2 separate regions of the Mus musculus genome follow, and region 2 is linked to region 1. The links are chromatin contacts, called in public Hi-C maps. All regions are on one chromosome and are shown on one strand. The core of a region is the stretch at or near the end of the contact, and the rest is flanking DNA. Distances in the headings are between cores, read along the strand shown.

Region 1 (5,139 bases), core at 751-3,250:
CATTCATAGTTCTCAGAAAAGCCTGTTAACAAATGCAATTGCATCCCAGTGAAAGGGCAAGGTCTGGAGAGGTTAACTGCTTTGCCCAAGGCCTCACAACAGGCATCAGAGATGCCTGCCAAACAAGGTGACTCCCCAACTCTGAGGTCCTTGAACACCAGGTGAGATGCTCTTGTTTTGGAAACTGACAACCTTTTAGGGCCCTGTGCCACCAGTGGGAAATCCACCCTATGATCACTTGGGCCCACACACACAGCCCAGAGGGACAGCCACACAGAAGGTGCACGGCAGGCAGACTTGGAAACCACACACCTTTGGTAACATCCAGGCAGAAAGCTCTCTGCCCTTCTGCTTTCTTCCAGCCCTGGTAGGCCAGTGGCAACTTGGGGACAGGAGACAAGAAGTGGCCTGTCCCTCTGGGACCTCCTGAGCATCCATAAGGCCCAGGGACACAGCTGGATGGGGAACTTCAGAGGCTGCTTATGACCCGAGGAGAGAGGAGGGGTGTCTGTAGCAGGTCCAGTGATTCTTAAGCCCATTTCTGGGTGTAATGTTGGAGGGACTTAGTCCTAGGTCTTTGGTCTTGACATCCCAACTAGTCTTGGGATGTGGACCATCTCAAAAGGCTTCTCTAGGTCCTGTGCAGGGCTGAGGGCTGAGATGTGGCCTCTTGGTCAAGTGGCTGCCTAGCATGCATCATAGTAGGCTACATCCCCAGCAACACATAATAACTGGCCACACCAAATGGGGGTCCATGCCAGTAATTCCAGCACTTAGGAATTGAGGCAAGATGATCTGAAGTTGAAAATCACCCTACATAGTGAATTGGACCTAGCCTAGGTTACACAAGACCCTGTTGCAAAAACAAACAAACAAACAAAAAAACAAAACAAAACAAAACAAAACAGAGTCCTGTAAAGGTCTTGTGTCTCTTCTCCACTCCCAGACCCCCAGTGCCCTGGGGTACAAATCTGTGGGGTTCCAAGGATAAGAGACAGGCCTGTTTGGACATTCATGCAGTCTTGGGGCTGAGCAGTGAAGGCCTCAGGAGCGTTGGGCCACACAGATGGTAATGGTCCATTCACTTGCTGTCTGGAGACAGGTTCTCCAGGTCTCTGCTTGTAACAATTAAAGAACCAGGCAGGAGCAAAGGATACATAGCAGTTTCAGTGACTTCTCAAAACCTGTGCACTCAGGGGCAAGGCACAGGAGAGGGGCCTGTGTGTACCCATGCAGTACCAAGTATTGGAGGGGTGGGAGGAGGAGACACAGCCCCTATGGGACACTTTTCTCTGAAGTCCCCTAGGGACAGCTCAGAGCTCCTGTGTATCTGGCCTCAGCTACTGGCCAGAGCATCAGGAGGACTCTGAGGTCACAGTCACCCAGCTAAAATACATGGCAGAGCAAGATACCCTAAGATGGGGTGGGGTACCAAAAACCACATGCTTGTGCCCCCGTGCAGTCTGGGCAGCCAGAGAGACTGGGAGCAGTGGCTGGCAATGGGGACATCACAGTTTTCAGTGCACAGGAGCCCAACCAGCACCTCCAACAGCAGCAACAGGACCCCAAGAGGACGACTTCCAGATGGCCAGTGTCAGCTGCCTCTGTTTTCCCTAAGGGCCCCTCAGCAAAGCGACAGATGACAGGACTGTGTTGTGCAATGTGCAGGGGCTTGGGGGGGGGGGTGCTGCTGCTGCAACGTACTTGGCCCAAAGGGCAGTGTATGCAGGTTTGCGCATAGTCAAGAGCCCTGAGCTCTGTGTGTGTGTGTGTGTGTGTGCGTGCGTGCGTGCGTGCGTGCGTGTGTGTGTGTGTGTGTGTGTGTGTGTGTGAGAGAGAGAGAGAGAGAGAGAGAGAGAGAGAGAGGCACTGAGGCATTGATTGCCCTGGAGCCTATTTCACAACTCTCTCCTTTTGTTTTCAATTAGCAGAAGAGGTGGCTGCCTCTAGCAGGGCGGGCAGCCAGAGGGGCTGTTTGCCTTCTTTTCCTCCATTGAATTTGTGCTCTGTTTGTCCTAAGAAGAAGCCACTCCATAGACGGTTTGCTCACTCATTCCTGGCTGCCCTCCTGAATCTCGGTCACTCGGGCTCTGGCTCAGCTCTCCCTTGGCGGAAGCCCAGTGACACTCAAGGTTTGTCCCGGAGCCAGGCAGGAACCTCAGCATTCACCGACCTTCAGATATGTGCGCAAGTGCCTTGGTGCCTGGTGCCGAGAGCCCTTTACTGGTGACAAATGTCAGGTTTAGCATAACAGAACGAGAAAGAAGAATCCTGGCGACAAGAGGTTGAGCAGGCTCTGCGTGATTACACTGTGTTCTGCCTCAAAGAGTTGGGTGGAGACTGTAGCAGCTCTGCAGAAAACAGATCTGCCCAGGAGCTGCCCTGGGTCCGTCCGTCCGCACAGTCATGGCCAGGGGGACAGAAATCTGCAGAAGAAAGGTCTCTGTGGAAACATCCCTCTAGGGGTTCATCTTTGTGTGCTCCTTCTCCCCCATCGCCTGGGTGTGTCCCAAGTCCCTGTGCTCTATCTGTGGAACAAACCCTGAGCACAAAGCTCTCTGGCATGCATGCGGGAGCATATGGTGTCCGCACCGCAGCAGCTGCTGGCAGATGATACAAAGCACATAAGATCTTTTCTGTGCAGTCCTGATGGCCAAGATGGAGCCATCAGGCAGGGCTCCGATGCCTTCAGGGCTCCTTGTCTTTGTCCCTGGGTGTTGGGACAGACACAGTCAAGGGACAATCTCCACTTCTGAGAGTTTTTGGTTTTTTTGTTTTTTTGTTTTTTTGTTTTTTTTTTGTTTTGGACAAAGTTCAAGCTGTGTGCTTTAGTCACAGACAGCATCACTAAATGCTAAAGGCAACCTAAAGGAAGATGACTTGCTCTGTTGGGGTGGGTTTCTGGTTCATGGCCCTTCTTCTCTTCCTCCCGCCAGGTGACAAGGCAAGGGACAGGCTCTGGTGAACCCTGGAGTTCTTTCTAGGTTGGAGGAGGTTGTGTGACCACTTAAGACATCCTGACTGGTGCCCCCACTGTGATATGGGATTTCATTAAGCTGCTAATAAGAATCATCCCTAACCCTGTCAAATGCATGGGCCTAGCACAGAGAACTCACACATGCCTTGGAGCAGTGAAGCCTGCTGCAGTTTCCATATCCACTGTGGTGTGTGTGTGTGTTGTGTGTATTTATGTGTGTGCACATGTATGTGGGTCAGTGCATTCGAAGACTAGAGGTCAGCCTCAGGTGTCAGCATTCTTCAAGCAATACCTACATGGTTTTTATTTTGTTCATTTGGCTTTGAGACAGGACCTTATACTATTATCATGGAGTTCACCAAATAGGCCAAACCTGCTGGCCACCAAGCCCCAGCAACCAGCCTGTGTCGGCCTCCCCAGCTCCAGGACTACAAGCATGTACCACCATGCCCAGTGTTCTATGTAGATGATGAGTATTGAACTCGGGTCCCCATGCTTCTGGACAAGCACTGCACTGGCTGTGACATCTCCCCAGCCTCCTTCCATGATCGAAATGATGTCCAGGGAAGAAAAACAAACAGGAGTACAATCCAATAATTTTTTTTAAAGTTTTTTGAGGGCTGGAGAGATGGCTCAGTGGTTAAGAAAGAGCACTGACTGCTCTTCCAGAGGTCATGAGTTCAAATCCCAGCAACCACATGGTGGCTCACAGACACCTATAATGAGAAAATAATAATAATAATAATAATAATAATAATAATAATAAAGTTTTTTGAGACAGGGTTGTTTTTGTATAATTCTGGCTGACCTGGAACTTGTTTTGTAGACCAGGCTGGCCTGAACTCAGAGATCCACCTGTCTCTGCCTCCTGAATGTTAGAATTAAAGGCATGTGCCACCACCACCCAGCTCTAACAAAATATTTTTTGAAAGAGCACATTCATATACATGTTATTACAGCATATTATTACAACATTCTGATCTGTGTTGTTATTACTAATTGCTCACCACGTGTGCCTAATGTATTAAACTGTACCATGGGTCTGTATTGTCTATAGTTTTGAGCTTTCAGGAGGGTCTTGGAACACATCTGAATAGACAAAGGGTGGTAACAGTAATACACAGTTTTTTCCCGCAATGGTAACCTGTAACTCTCAACCTTGAGATGTCTCACCTCCACCTGGAGGCTTTCCTTGCCTCCACCTGGAGGACAGCTTTTACTTCTCTCCGCCTGGCTGAAGAGAGTGTGAAGGATCTGGGCAGGGGTGGAGAAAAGAGAGGGGCTGCAGCCTTATGTGCCTGCTCACCATGCTCAAGGTCCAGAGGGCTTGACAGAGGGGCAGAGGATCACAAAGATGATTTGGGCAGCGAAGCACCTGCCATGCAAGCATGGGGACCTAAGATCAGATCACTAGAATCCTCTAGTAAAAAGCTGGCTGTGGTGGTGGATGCCTGTGACCTCGGGGCTCGAGAGGAGGTAGACACAGGTGGATCTCTGGGGCTCACAGGCCAGAAAGCCTAGCCTACATGATGAGCTTCAGGTGCAGAGAGAGAGAGAGAGAGAGAGAGAGAGAGAGAGAGAGAGAGAGCACAAAAAAGATACCCAGCATTGATCTGTCCCCTATATACAAGCATGTGTTCACACACCCAAGCTAAGACTATTACCACACACACACATATATACATGGACACGATATGCACTCTCCTCAAATAGAGAGAAGGAAAGGGGAAGATGGTAGAGATAAGGGCTTTATACCAAAAGGAACTAGTACTCAGTCAAGGAACCTGCAGGAACTTCCTGGGGACCCCACCCATCATTAGGAAGACAGATTGAGCCGGGCCATGCAGAGGTTCCTGTCCACAGAAAGTGACTACACTTATCTGGTGAGTCTGTGGAAAGCCTTGGCAAGCATCTCAGCTGAACCTCCCAAGACCTTGAGTGGCCTCATATGGCTCTGACGTCTTCATGAGCAAGAGGGGAGCAATACAAACAAAAACAAAAATAAAACAAAACAAACAAAAACAGCCCCTTCTGTACTCTATGTGCTGTGCAGAGCCGCTTGGGACAATCACAGCAGAGGGAGAGGAAGGGGAAGCACCAGACAGGTGGTGTGGCCTCGATTGCTAGGCATCTGGACTGGTGAGATCTGAACCCCTGATTGC
Region 2 (4,859 bases), core at 266-2,765, 160 kb before region 1:
ACCACTTTGTCCTATCTCTCCTCCCTTGAACCACACTCATCCCCATGTCCCTTTACTAATTCCCTGGTCTCTATGGGCATTCCAAATGAAGCATGCATATCTGAACATCCAAAGCTAACATCCACAAATGAGAGAAAACTTGTGTCAGTTGACTTTCTGAGTTCAGGTTACCTCACTCAGAATGAGTGTTTCAAGCCCCCTCCATTTATCTGAGAATTATCATAATTTTATGTGTCTTAACAGCTGAGTGGTATTCTGCTGTGTAAATATACCACATGTTCACTCATCAGTATACAGGAAAGTAATTATCCCAGTGAAGATAGGACCTAGTGCTTCACTTTCAATCTCTGATGCCCTTGCACCTGACACCTGCCCTTGTAGCAGACACCTGCCCTTGCACCTGACACCTGCCCTTGCACTCTGGAGTTAAAAAAAGAGACCAGGCAGAGAGTGGGTGTGAGGCTATGCCTTGAAGTGAATATTCTCAGTTCCTTACTGTGAAAATTCTTCCCACCCCTGGAGATGGCCCTGTCCTCCCTGAGTCCTAACATCTATGCAGACGGGAGTTCACTACATAGACACTTCAGAGGAGAATCCCATGAGCAGTCATCCGTTCCAGTACCCAAGGCCACACACTATGCTGGTAGCCATTCCTCCTTCTCCACGTGGAAGCTTGCATGTTTGAGAAGACACTTTGGAATTCAAGATGCTCTTGTAGTCTTCCAGAACTCTGTCCTCCAGTCTTGATTTCTGGAGACAAGAAAGTTTCTAGGGCCATGGGACCTTCATCTTATTGGACCTAAATATCATCATATAGAGTCATCTTCTTCATGCACCCCTGGGCTGCCTCTCCCCACCAGCTCACTCCATTCTGTGGCTCCTGGGGATATTACCTGGAATCTTTAGTGAAGGTCTTAAGGGGTATCCCCGCCCCCATTTACTTTTCTTCAGTTTATATCTGTGGTGGTTTGAATAAGAATGGTCCCCATAGACTCATCTATTTGAATGCTTAGTCACCAGGGCAGGGCACTATTTGAAAGAATTAGGGGGTGTGGCTTTGTTGGAGGAAGTGTGTCACTAGGGATGGGCTTTGAGGTTTCAAAAAGTCCACACCAAGCCAGAGTCTCCCTATCTGACTGGTAGATCAGAACGTAGCTCTCAACTCCTTCTCCGGCCCCGCCCCTGCTTCTATGGTGCCATGCTTGCTGGCATGCTGATAATGGACTAAACATCTGCAGCTGTAAGCAAGCCCCCAATTAAATGCCTCATTTTATAAGAGTTGCCTTGGTCGTGGTCTCCTCTAAGGATCTCTCAGCCTCTCCTTGTCCTCACAGGTCCCAGACACAGCTGTCCCTTAGCCTCAAATAAAAAGACTCCCAGGCACTGACAGTGGGAACTGATACTGCAAAATTATAACCATTAGCCAAGGCCTCAGCCCCTTCCTACAGGAACACCACAGGAGGACAGTGACACCCCAGCACTTCCTGTAGTCAAGCCCTGCAAACCCTGCAGCTCAAGGAGGGCCACATGGAGGTTTATCCCACAGGCTAGCAGGAAGAGGAACTGAGAGTCAGAGGCCATATAGAGCCAGGGCAGAGGTGGTGAACAAGAATGCACTAGGGATAGGAGCTCCAGGCTGAGCCTACAGCAATTCAAACTTCTACTGGCCAGAGTCAAGAGGCCAGAGGACTTCCCTTAGGATGCCTACAAGGCTTTCATCAGTTAGATGATCTGGTGTACGGGGAGTGCGATGGTTTGTATATGCTCGGCCCAGAGAGTGGCACTATTAGAAGGTGTGGCCCTATCGGAGTAGGTGTGTCACTGTGAGTGTGGGCTAAAACACCCTCATCCTAGCTGCCTGGAAACCAGTATTCTGCTAGCAGTCTTCAGATGAACATGTAGAACTCTCAGCTCCTCCCGCACCATGCCTGCCTGGATGTCTCCATGTTCCTGCCTTGATGATACTGGACTGAACCTCTGAACCTATAAGCCAGCCCCAATTAAATGTCTTCCTTATAAGAGTTGCCTTGGTCATGGTGTCTGTACACTGCAGTAAAACCCTAACTAAGACAGGGAGCTACTGTGTGTGCATGAGCTTCCGGTATGAATGGCCCAAATGTTACCAAGATAGTCCTGAGCACCCATCCCACCCCAACCCCTGCCTTGTTGATGAGCACAACAATCCAGTATCTGGGGGGGGGGGGGGAGCGGCGTCAGATCTTCCGAAGGGTGGGAATCTAGCCCCAGCATCCCAATATCCAGTCTTGACTATTTCCTGCAGGCAGATGATACCAGGAAGCCTCTGCTATCTTCCCAGAAGCTGCACAGGCCCCTTGCCATGGTAACACTATTCCAGGAAAGACAGAAGCAAAGCACACGGAAACCCTGCCAAGGTTCAGATGCTCCCAGAGGCTCTCTGCCCCATTTCAGAGGTCGTCTAATCCGAAGTCAACCCTCCTGGGGATGCAGAGCCTGGCTTCCTTCCACCCTGGAGAATTATTAACGTCGGGTTTTTAGAGGCAACCGTGCTCACATTCTATCCTAATTGCCATCAAAGGCAGGAAGGTCCAGAGTACAGACTACTGGCGGGGGCAGGTCACGTGAGGGAAAGCCGTTTCAGCTCCGAGGATGGAGCTGCTGTGACCAGATCCATAAAAGTGGGTCATAAAGCAGGAGGAAGCCTCTGGGAGCAGCCAGGTGGCTGCACTGTTGCTGAACCTGGAGTGGGCAGGGAGGGGATGTCCAGGAAATGGACGCTTTGCTGTTTATGCCCTCAAGTTCTTCCGGTGCGTGGGGGTCAAGTTCACCCCACATGGCTACTTGTAAACCTTGAAGCTCACAAGTATAAACAATCCAGACCCAGGTGCCCTGCAGCCACAAAAGGTCACAGGCATCCCCCGCTCACCACGGGAGGGCCTCACGCCATGTGACCCCTCATCCTTTTCCTTAGTACAGTCATCCTCAAAGCCCGGACTCTGTGCCAGGAGTGGCACTGTAAGTTGTGAGGGATGTGTGTTCTCAGGGCTGAAGATACAGCTCCGTGGATAAAATTCTTGCCTCGTGTGGTGGAAGAGTCACCCTAAATGTGGGTAGCACCATTTCCTGGGGTGGGGTCCCAGGCTGAATGAAGAGGAGAACAGAACAGAAAATAAGTCGCAGCAGCATGCTCGCCCTGTAACTTCCTGATTGTTGATGCAACGTGAGCTGTTTCTCAGGGCACACACGCACGCACGCACGCAAGCACGCAGGCGCGCATGCGTGCACTCTGCATTCAGATCATAAGCCAACATAGACGCTTTTTTACCTTACTAAGTAGCTCCGGTTAAGAGTTTTGTCATAGCAGTGAGGACAACAATAGACCACAAAGACATGAGAGTCTCAGTTCAGATCTCCACCATCCACATAAAAAACTGGGCACAGGGCATGCATACCTGTAGTCCCAGGATTTGAAGAGGTAAGGATGGATTCTTGGAGCTTGCTGGCTAGCCATCCCAGCCTAATTGATGAGTTAAGAGGTTCAGAACAAGCTGGGCATGGTGGCACACGCCTTTGATCCCAGCACTCGGGAGGCAGAGGCAGGCAGATTTCTGAGTTCGAGGCCAGCCTGGTCTACAAAGTGAGTTCCAGGACAGCCAGGGCTATACTGAGGAACCCTGTCTCAAAAAACAAACAAACAAACAAACAAAAACAAAAACAACAACAAAAAAAGAGATTCAGAACAATTACAGGAGACCCTTGCTATCTACTTCCAGCCTACATGTGTGTGTGTGTGTGTGTGTGTGTGCACGCGCACACATGCACACATCCACATGAACACATATATGTCCATCCATACCAAAAAGATCTAGAGAGAAGGAAGGCAGCTTCTCGGGGTCTCACGCTGCAGCCCTGCCTGCCCTGGCCCTGGAACTGGTTATGGAGACCAGGCTGGCCTTGAGCCTCAGAGATCTGTCTGAGTGCTGGGGTTAAAGGTGTGTACTATTGCACTGGCTCAGATCTTTTGACTCACACAGTGGGAGTCCCTGGGAGATAAAGGGCTCCCTACATGTGTCACAGACAATCTTCTGTGCTCAGAAATGTGAAAGCCATGTGAAACCTAACCCCTGCCTGGTATCCCAGTCCTCAAAGCTCTTTTTTTTTTCTGTGTGGGTTTTTAGAACTCTGAACGTTGGTATGAGATGCACCAAGCTTATCAAGTGTTCTATGTGTATTAACAATCCTTGGACACGAGTTCAGATTCACAGACGACATGGGCTAGGCCCATGGGAAAGTTATGCATTCACACCAAGTCTCCCATAAAAACCTGTCATTGGGTAAGGAGCCCGGCCCCTTCCAGATTTGTAACTTGAAAGGGCTTTGCCAGGTGGCGCACTGCAGACAGAGACTGTTCACCTTCACCTGTGACCAGGGGGCTGATGGGAAACAGGCTGCCTGCCTCTGACCAGCTCTGCCCCTCCCTAATCACTTCAGGCCTCTGCTCAGACAGCACATCCTCTTACACTCTCCCATGGCCCCTGCCTAAACCTGCCTGGCGGTGAATTGGGACCTCGGGAGTACTTCGAAGAACCTGCAGGAAACAGAAGAACGCAGCAGCCGTGGTCAATGCACCCCTCCTCAGAAGCCTGGGGTGTAGCAGGCATTGGGAAGTGCATCCTTCCATTCGTTCTCCTTCCGTTCGTTCAACTGTTCTACCCCTGTCAGCTCTGCTGAGCCACTGCCCAAACTCCATACTGTGAGGGACTGGCCACTGCCTACTTTCCTCAGAAGCCATGGGGCTGCGTGCAAGGTGGGGGCTACATTGTATAGCCTTGCACGGAGCTGTTCTCTGTTGACGTCCAAGAAACAATTCTTCAAGAGTG

Evidence for each region. A called contact is a pair of places that touch in the nucleus more often than the background predicts.
Region 2: a Hi-C map of liver shows a contact between it and region 1, with 4 times the contacts expected there. The contact joins two enhancer-like sites. A contact is called at or near these places in 1 of 39 promoter capture datasets (liver), 8 of 484 Hi-C or Micro-C datasets (cardiomyocytes, liver, myocytes and 2 more) and 4 of 115 datasets of contacts at active chromatin or transcription factors (bone marrow-derived macrophages, cardiomyocytes, kidney and 1 more).

Annotation. Positions count from the first base shown.
Region 1 is chr13:51,899,987-51,905,125 of GRCm38.p6, reverse strand. No RefSeq gene overlaps it. Among named protein-coding and RNA genes, the nearest start is that of Gadd45g, 56 kb to the right of the region's middle. Within about 2 kb of position 2,000, at least 126 of the 459 cell types and tissues checked have an H3K27ac peak or open chromatin away from gene starts, as enhancers often do. A contact at or near this core is called in kidney and liver, where this site is marked.
Region 2 is chr13:52,058,312-52,063,170 of GRCm38.p6, reverse strand. No RefSeq gene overlaps it. Among named protein-coding and RNA genes, the nearest start is that of Gm40948, 23 kb to the left of the region's middle. Within about 2 kb of position 1,515, at least 138 of the 459 cell types and tissues checked have an H3K27ac peak or open chromatin away from gene starts, as enhancers often do. A contact at or near this core is called in kidney and liver, where this site is marked.